Regions from separate parts of the Sus scrofa genome. Here region 2 is linked to region 1. The links are chromatin contacts, called in public promoter capture Hi-C maps. All regions are on one chromosome and are shown on one strand. The core of a region is the stretch at or near the end of the contact, and the rest is flanking DNA. Distances in the headings are between cores, read along the strand shown.

The links. Promoter capture Hi-C pulls out the DNA fragments that hold promoters and counts their contacts.
Region 2: a contact with region 1 is called in a promoter capture Hi-C map of liver, with 4 times the contacts expected there. The contact joins the promoter of PHKB here to the promoter of N4BP1 in region 1. A contact is called at or near these places in 1 of 5 promoter capture datasets (liver) and 1 of 2 datasets of contacts at active chromatin or transcription factors (alveolar macrophages).

What each region holds. Positions count from the first base shown.
Region 1 is chr6:36,120,534-36,124,471 of Sscrofa11.1, reverse strand. N4BP1 (NEDD4-binding protein 1) reads right to left here and starts at 2,283. Exons shown (of 7, transcript XM_003126990.5): 1 at 1,994-2,283. The coding sequence starts at 2,191.
Region 2 is chr6:37,191,962-37,195,899 of Sscrofa11.1, reverse strand. PHKB (phosphorylase b kinase regulatory subunit beta) reads left to right here and starts at 2,270. Exons shown (of 32, transcript XM_021094236.1): 1 at 2,270-2,416. ITFG1 (T-cell immunomodulatory protein) reads right to left here and starts at 2,268. Exons shown (of 18, transcript XM_021094239.1): 1 at 1,833-2,268; 2 at 264-336. The coding sequence starts at 2,166.

The DNA of each region.
Region 1 (3,938 bases), core at 1,034-3,533:
CTCCATAATGAATTACCAAGAACAAAAAGCCCCTTGAGTATGGCATTCAACTCTTACCCAGGAATCTCAAGAGGGGAAAAAAAAAAAAAAGAATTTCTTACAAATGGGAGAGTTGGATAATGAGTAACACGTATAACAAAGATAAATAGGCAGGTGACACATGCTACTGAGATACTGTAAGACACACCTTTTCCAATTAGCTTATGTTGGACTGCACAACAGAAACAGGCACGAGCACTGGAGTTGGGAGGTCCGGCAGGGTTTTTCTGTAGAGCAAAAAAAAAAGAAAGAAAGAAAGAAAAAGAAGCACTTTCCATGCTTGTGGTCAGCCTCGAGTAATGCTGAACTGGGAGCAGGCAGAGGACACAGTAAAAGCAGTGAGGCTAGTGAGACTACAATGGAGGTTTAAGCTGAGAGCTGTTAACGCAGAGAATTGGGAAATTAAAGTGGGGTTGGACTAATAAGGGTTTTGTAAATCAGAGAAGTCTGGAGTGAATAAGACAGACAACAGGAGGCTCGAGGCGATTCCGGGACAGGAGAATGACTTTTTGTGGAAAAATTAGTCTAATGCAAGTTGTGCTAGGGAGAGAAGAAGGGGTGAAGTGAAGACAATAAAGGGAGGGCACAGACCAAGAAAGAAGGTTTTAACTGCTACAAAAGTGATGGAAAAGAAAGGAAGGAATACACCTAAGAGACTTTTAGAAGCCACAATAGGACTTAGACATGTCAAATTTTTTCGCCTTCAGGAGTGGGAGAAATTGAGTGGCTGGGGTGAAAACAAGGAGGGAGACCAGTTGTCGGAAATCAGATCATTGGTTTCAAAAAATCAGGAACAGGAAAGCTAACTTGACTCAACATCTGCAGTGCTTTAAATCAAGCTGTGGAGAAGAATCAGGCTATTACGTTTCCTAATTCCTCTAAACATATTAAAAGCAAGCATTCAGGGTTCTTAATCTAAGAAAGCCAGAAGTTACAGCTAATCAGATCCTTCCAGGACACTGTGAAATTTCCCTCCCTCAGAGGGGTCATCATTTGGGAGATGGGTATTAAGGACAAGCACCACCCCAGTCTGAATCCTGACTCTCCCACTTACTCAATGGGAAAACCTGGAGGAACCTGGCTCCCCAGAAGTCTTGCTGTCTTTTGGCTTGAGGAAGGAAGGGAATAGCTGAAGGTGTCCAAAAGAGGTATAAGTCTGAAATGCTGATTTAGAGAGAGGGTGAGTCACCTCTTCGAAAGTTTCAGTTTCCCCAGCTGTTTAAGACAGGAAGACAACAAAAATCTACCTCACTGGATTTTTTAAGGAATCCTTCTGCAGTACTTAACGTCTGAGGTGCTATAACCATTCAATAAATGTTAGTTGTACGTAAAATCGATACAGGGAACAAAGCTATTCTAAACACTGTTATAAACATCCCTCTCTTCTTGATGTTCTGAGGAACGTACTACCAACATGGTTTTGCTCACTCTTTCAAAAGGGGTCTGACACCCCCCCCAAAGGTTCAGAACCCCTTTGAACCTTCCCAGAGGAGACCTGGGAAGAGAAAAGCGGCTGAGGTGGTGGGCCAGAAAGCTGCGGGCCCAGCCATCAGGTCCTGCGCACCAGCCCGAGGGCTAGGGGGGAAAGACAACAACAGGCAACATTCTTAGCTCGTTCACTCCTTGCCAGTCACTGTGCACCGCGCTTTACACAATCACCTAATCGAATCCTCGCGAAAGCCCTTCAAGTCAAGTGCTGTCGTCAGCGCCACTCTACAAACAGGGAAACTGAGGCGCCGAGGATAAAACCGCTAACCCAAGGTCACATGGCTCGAGAGCCGAGGCTCGGGAGATTGCACTCCCACCATCGCGCGTCGCGGAGTCCGCGCATGAAGGGCAAGAAGGAAAGGGTGTGTGGGGGTGCCCAGGGACCCCGACCGACGGAAAGCTGCGCGCGCGCGCGCTGGGGCCGGGCCGGGGAAGGCGATCGCGCGGGGGCGGCGGCCGCACTCACCTTGGCGCTGTGCACCGCCTCCTGCGCCCCGAGGAGCTGCAGCCAGATGCGCGCGGGCAGAGGTTCCTCGGCCCCGAGCGCGCCGAGCACCGCCAGGCTCACGCCGAACAGGCCCTCGATGCGGCCGCGGCTCCGCTCCAGCAGCGCCGCCTTCTCGGCTGGCGCCGTAAATTCGTCCAGCACCGCCCGGGCCGCCATGGCGGGCGCGGCCTCCCGCGGCGGCGCCGGGGGCCGGCGGCGGCGACGCCCCCTCAGCGTGCTGCCGCTACACTCGAGCCGGTCAGTCGGCGTCGGCCCTCCCGGCCGCCTCGCCTCGGCCCGCGCCCCGCCGCCTGCCCGGAGGCCCGGCTACACCATCCCCGCGCGGCCGCCACAGCTGGGCAACTGCGGGGAAATAGCCCCTGCGCCGCTGCCGTCGCCGCTGCCGCCGCCGCCGCCGCCGCCGCGGGCCGGGCCCCGCAGCCGCGCCTGCGCACCGCCCGCCGCCGTCATTGAGAATCGCCGCCCCCGAGGGGCTGGGGCTGGAGTGTAGGCGACGGAGGCGACGTCACGCGCAGTCGCCATGCTTGTTTAGGGCAGAACGAAGGCAGGAACCTGGGCTGTCTTTGGTGAGGGTGCGACGCTTTGGGCGACCTGGTGGATGGTGAATTTCTGGATTTACAGTTGAGGTGGAGGCTCCGAGCCAGTAGGCGGGACGGAGCCGGTGTCACACAAGGGATCTGGCTTTTCTTCAGACATCTTGCAGCCCAATCTAGGGCTCTAACAGATTGAGTTATCGGCTTCTCAGTAATTGACCGATGGTTTTTCTCTCTTCCTCCTTCCTTCTCTCCCTCCCCCACCCTCCTGTCTCCCTGCCTGTCCTTTGCTTCCCTCTTTCCATTACTTTACTTTGTTCTTAAATAAAAATGTTGACGGGAAGAGAAGAAAATGGGAGTAATGTGTATGGTGATTTGAAAAGCAAAGAAATAATTAGGGAAAATTCAGAAGAGTGGTTTCTTCTGAGTGGGGAGGAGGAGAATGTGACATAGAAGTACCAGAAGTGGGGGATTAGGGGCTCTTCCATGATGTCAGTGGGGGTTTGGGAAAGTATACCCTAAGCCCTCTCCAGGTCCGTTTTCCCATCTGTAAATTCAACAGTTGCTCTTAGTTATCTCCAAAGTCTTTCCAGGTTTTTCATTCTCTGAGTCCATGGAAACAGGTTGTGGAAGATAAAGTGGTTTCCTTTGGGCTAAATGTTGGATAATTAGATACCATGATAATTAGGAACCATGAACGTACTTGTCTATGTTATACTGTCTCGTCTGTCAATGTAGATAACAATAGTACTTCCTATTATTGTGAAAATTAATATATAGTACCTGGACACGGTAAGTGAGCACCAAGTAGTAGCTGTTATTACTAAATTAGCCATATACTAAAGGCTTCATTTTCACAGAAAAGTTTTGTATGGATTATGCAGCCATACTGACCATGTGAGCCTGGGGGTCCCCTCCCTCTGTATAGATTCCCCCTTGAGGAGAAAGAAGGGGATCTAAAGATGTGGCAGTTGGAAAGGCCAAGGGGGAATGGTTTTGGTAAGAGGGAATACCCGAGGTAAAACCTCAAGGATCCGGGCTGCTGGGGTTTTCCATTTGCCTCAGAAGTTCAGGCAGGTGTGATCCCCTAGTGCCCCACCTAAAGATGACTCAGCACAGGGAAGAGAACCACTAGGTTCACAGACAGACAACTTCCTGTTCCCCTGGGCTTTTCCCTTGGTGTCTACACAGCCAGCAGCCTTCCTCCATCAGGTAGATGACCTGAGATTGGCTGAGACAGGTCAGATTGGTATTCCCTTACCAATACGTTGCACCCAGAGCTGGAGTGGCCTCGAAGATAAATTGCACCCTGAGCTGGAGTCAGCACAACACGTTATTTCCTGTCTTCTGGGTTCACTCACCTTAAATGG
Region 2 (3,938 bases), core at 1,021-3,520, 1.1 Mb before region 1:
AATTCAAGAAAGCATATCAAATTGCAGACAGTGCTCATGTGGGAACAGACTTGGATTCACCCAAATTTATTTATTTTTTAAAGTAAATCTTGGTATGCTCACAAATTTTCCTAATAAATTAGGTGCTTCATTACTCACAATTAGTGGTTTTATATCACAACATCGCATTACAGTTAAACTGACTTCAAAGACAATCCAACTAGTTATTGCATATCTATTATTACAGTAATGACTTTTACAGAAACGAATACATTTGTACTTACTTCAAGGATACCCTTACTTTGGGTTTAAAATAGGGTGCGTTCTGGTCTGCCAAAAAGACGATTAACTCATTTCCTAAAAGAAGTGAATATATATTAGAAAAATATTCCTGGTAAGACATCCAATCAGTGCTTACAAGAAGATTTCTGGGCACTGTTTTCAACAAGAAAACTTTTATTTTACTCTAGTATACCTGCCCTCTCAAGGCTGGTCCTATTAGACTGCTGGAATGGAGATTCCTAACAGCTTTTAAGAATTCAGTATTCAAAGCAGCAGAGAAATTAGAAGGATAAACATGGAAAAATATAGTTGGTCAAGACAAATTGAAGCCAATGGCTTCTGCCAGAGTCATACCGATTGACTTAAAAGAAGCATACAAAGAATATGCATTATAACTATACTATGTATTAAGTCTTGCCTTCCTCAAACCCAACACCTCAGCCTCCTTACAAGGGTATTTACTTCATCATATGGATGCATCACATCAAGGACATAAGACCTCCTATCGTATGTAGGTATCTGAGTAGTAACGAGGAAGTGACTTTGTATTTAAGCAGAAAAACTTGAATCAAAGACTGTTTTTTTGTGTCTCCTGTAGAACCATCCCCCAGGTTGATGCATTTTTGGAGCTCAAAGTGCACTCATTGGATCAGACTTTCGAGACAGTTTATTCAAAACACAGGGCATATTTAAAGGGGAGAGTCCCCGTATGCAGTTAGGATGGAATAGCTAAAGGTTAGGCGGAAGGCACTCTTCTTGCAGTACATGGAGCTATACAAAGATATGGAAAACATTCAGGGTCCACAAGAGGCTCTGGGGCCCTGGCAAGGGCCCCCAAAGATTTGGGCCGACACCCCATCAAACTCTGTATAAGGGCTTCACTGCCTTCTTTCACAGCCTCTAATGCCCTAAGCATCAAGATTTACAAAAGTTTGTTTAGTGATGTTAAAGAACTCCCATGAACCTCGAGCTGAAGAAAGAAGAGATTTGGAGTCTAGGGTGGTGGCCAAAGCAAGGAAATCTTATGCACACAAAAGGGAGAACCCTGCAGTTTAAAAATCCTTTTCCAATAAGACACTGGATTTATTAGGGGGCAAGGAGGAGTCCTCTATTGGAGGAAACTGTCAAGTTGCACCTTCTGCAGCTGATCAAAGGGGAAGGGAGGCTGGAGGAAGTAAAGCAGATAGGAATGACGGGGCCTTGGGAAGGAACTTAGAGGCAAGCTACAAAGATTGCTGGGAATCAGGAAGGCCTTTGGAAGGCAGGTGATTCCGTAAGGAAAACGCGGATGGACGAGTGAAGGCTGGGTCCTATCAGGGAAAGAAAACAAAACAAGACTGCCGTGTTTCTAAGGCTGGTGGGAGTGGATCAAACTGTGGAGTGTTAGGGTCGGGATCTGGGTTTGAATAAGATGTAGAAAACCCGCAAGCTATCAACGATGCTGGAAATAAAGTCAGAGAGGGCTGGGAGAGAAGGTCCGGGAAATGCAGGAGGACTGGCCATCCGGGCAAGGGGTGTGGGGAACACCAGGAGGAGTACGCGGACAGAGGGAGGGCCGGGCAAGCACTGACTTTCCCGCAGCACGAAGAGGTCCGTCTGCTTGTCAGAGTTGAGGTCTCCGAAGGCCGCCACGGTGCCCCAGGCCTCGGCTCCAAAGAGCTCGGCCGTGACGTTGTGCAGCGCCCGCGCGGGGACTGGCCCGACTCCCAGCAGCGCGAGCCCCCCAAGCAGCGGCGCCAGCAGCACCCAGGAGCCCGGCAGCCGGCCCGCCGCCGCCATGGCAGCCCCTCGGCCCCCGCCCTCCAGCCCACTGCCGCGCTTGACGGCAGCCGGAAAGCACCGTGCTGCCGGCCGAGAGACAAACAGCGCAGCCCGGACGTCCGTACGGCTGCGGCCGGCTACCATCGCACTCTCCCCTAGGGCTGCCCCTCTGACGCTCGGGACGCCGCGGAGCCAGGGCGAAGCTCGTCCTCGCGCTCACTTCCGGCCGGCGCGCCTCCCGACAGTGTCGCGCGGGGGGGCGGGGCCGGCCGGGCGGAGCTGACAAGCGGCCCTGGGGGCGGCGGCCAAAGCAGCGGCCCGATCGCGATGGCGGGGCTCAGGCCCGAAGTGAGCTGGAAGGTCTTGGAGCGAAGGGCCCGGACCAAGCGCTCAGGTTTGGCTGTCTGGGGCGCCACCCCTTCACGCGCACCGTAGGTGGTGCTCCCCCTCGAGCGCCTTGGGCGGGAGGCACGTAGGGGTCCTGGAATGAACCTGTGCCCGAATACTTCCCCTTAGGACAGGCAGTCGTCCCTGCCTTCCTCTTGATGTCTTCCCCCAGGTCTAGAAATTAGGTGGTGGGCACACCTTACCCCATTATGCTTCCCCAACTTTATTGCGTGTGTATTCCCACTGGAAAAGTAGGTGTTGTGCTGACTTTGCCTGGAGTCTTCTTACTTAGAAATCAGGAGGCCGCCACATTCCTGAGAGTGTCCTCCCTGCGTGTGTTCTTCCCTGCAAGTCAGCTAGCTTCATTCTTAGATACGGCTATAATCGCGTCCTGGAAAACCGGCGGCTACTCTTTGCCTTATTTCATATGTCCATTTCATATTACAAGTTCTGATCTCTAGCCAGTTATCTTTGTGGAAGAAATCGAGGGGGGCAGGGCCTCAGGCCTTGAAGTGGGTCAGGTTGAGCATAGCTAAGTCTCAGAAGGAAGTAGACCTCTTCCCTGGGCAAGTGGCCGCAGGACGCATAGTTCCCAGTTGTGGCTCCTAAATGCGAGGCCACCTAGGTCAGAACACGCTGTGCAAGCAGTTATAACTGTTCAAGTGTCCTGAGCTGACTTGTTCAAATTGCAGAGTCACAACCTCGAAGTTAGCACTTGTGGCTGATAACTCAGTCTAAGAGCCAGGGTTGAAACTTCCCTTATTCCTGGTTGGCTAGATGTAATCTTGAGCTAAAAGTATCCCTATAAACAGGAAACATGGTGGACTAACAAAACTTCAACTAAGAATCTTCCCTTTTAAGGGATTGATGTTACTATGTAAGTTAGTGCTGGGAGATGCTAATGTCAAAGTTGATCATCTAAGAACAATGAAAAGCATAGCTCTAGGAAAACTTTGCATTTTCATTGGTATTAAGAGAATTCTTAATTATCTGTTGAACACGCTGTTGTCGTTATTGTTGTTTTGACGAAAGTATCTAATTTCATAAACCTGACAGGAGAAATGCACCCAATCTTTGTTGCTTATTTCATTCTGTTTTTTTAAACCTTAAAAAAATTTCTGCTCTTATTTACTTAGGGTTCAAGGAAAACTACCACTAAAATACGAATTTTTCAAAAATGAGTCCTTAATACATTTTAGGGTCAGTACAGTTACTGGGAATAGTCACATTTTTTTTTTTCATTTTTTAATGTTTTTAAGTATAGTTGATTTACAATGTTGTGATAATTTCTGTTGCACAACAAAGCGACTCAGTTGTACATGTACACACATCCATTCTTTTTCAGTCTTTTCCCATATAGACTATCACAGAATATTGGATAGAGTTCCCGGTGCTATATAGCAGGTCCCTGTTGGCCAACCATTCCATATAGTCACATTTATTTTTGTTTCACATTTTTCTCAGGCTTTTCATGTCATATTAAAGTATTGAGTTGACCACTAACAATGAGTCTTTCTAAGCTACAAAAA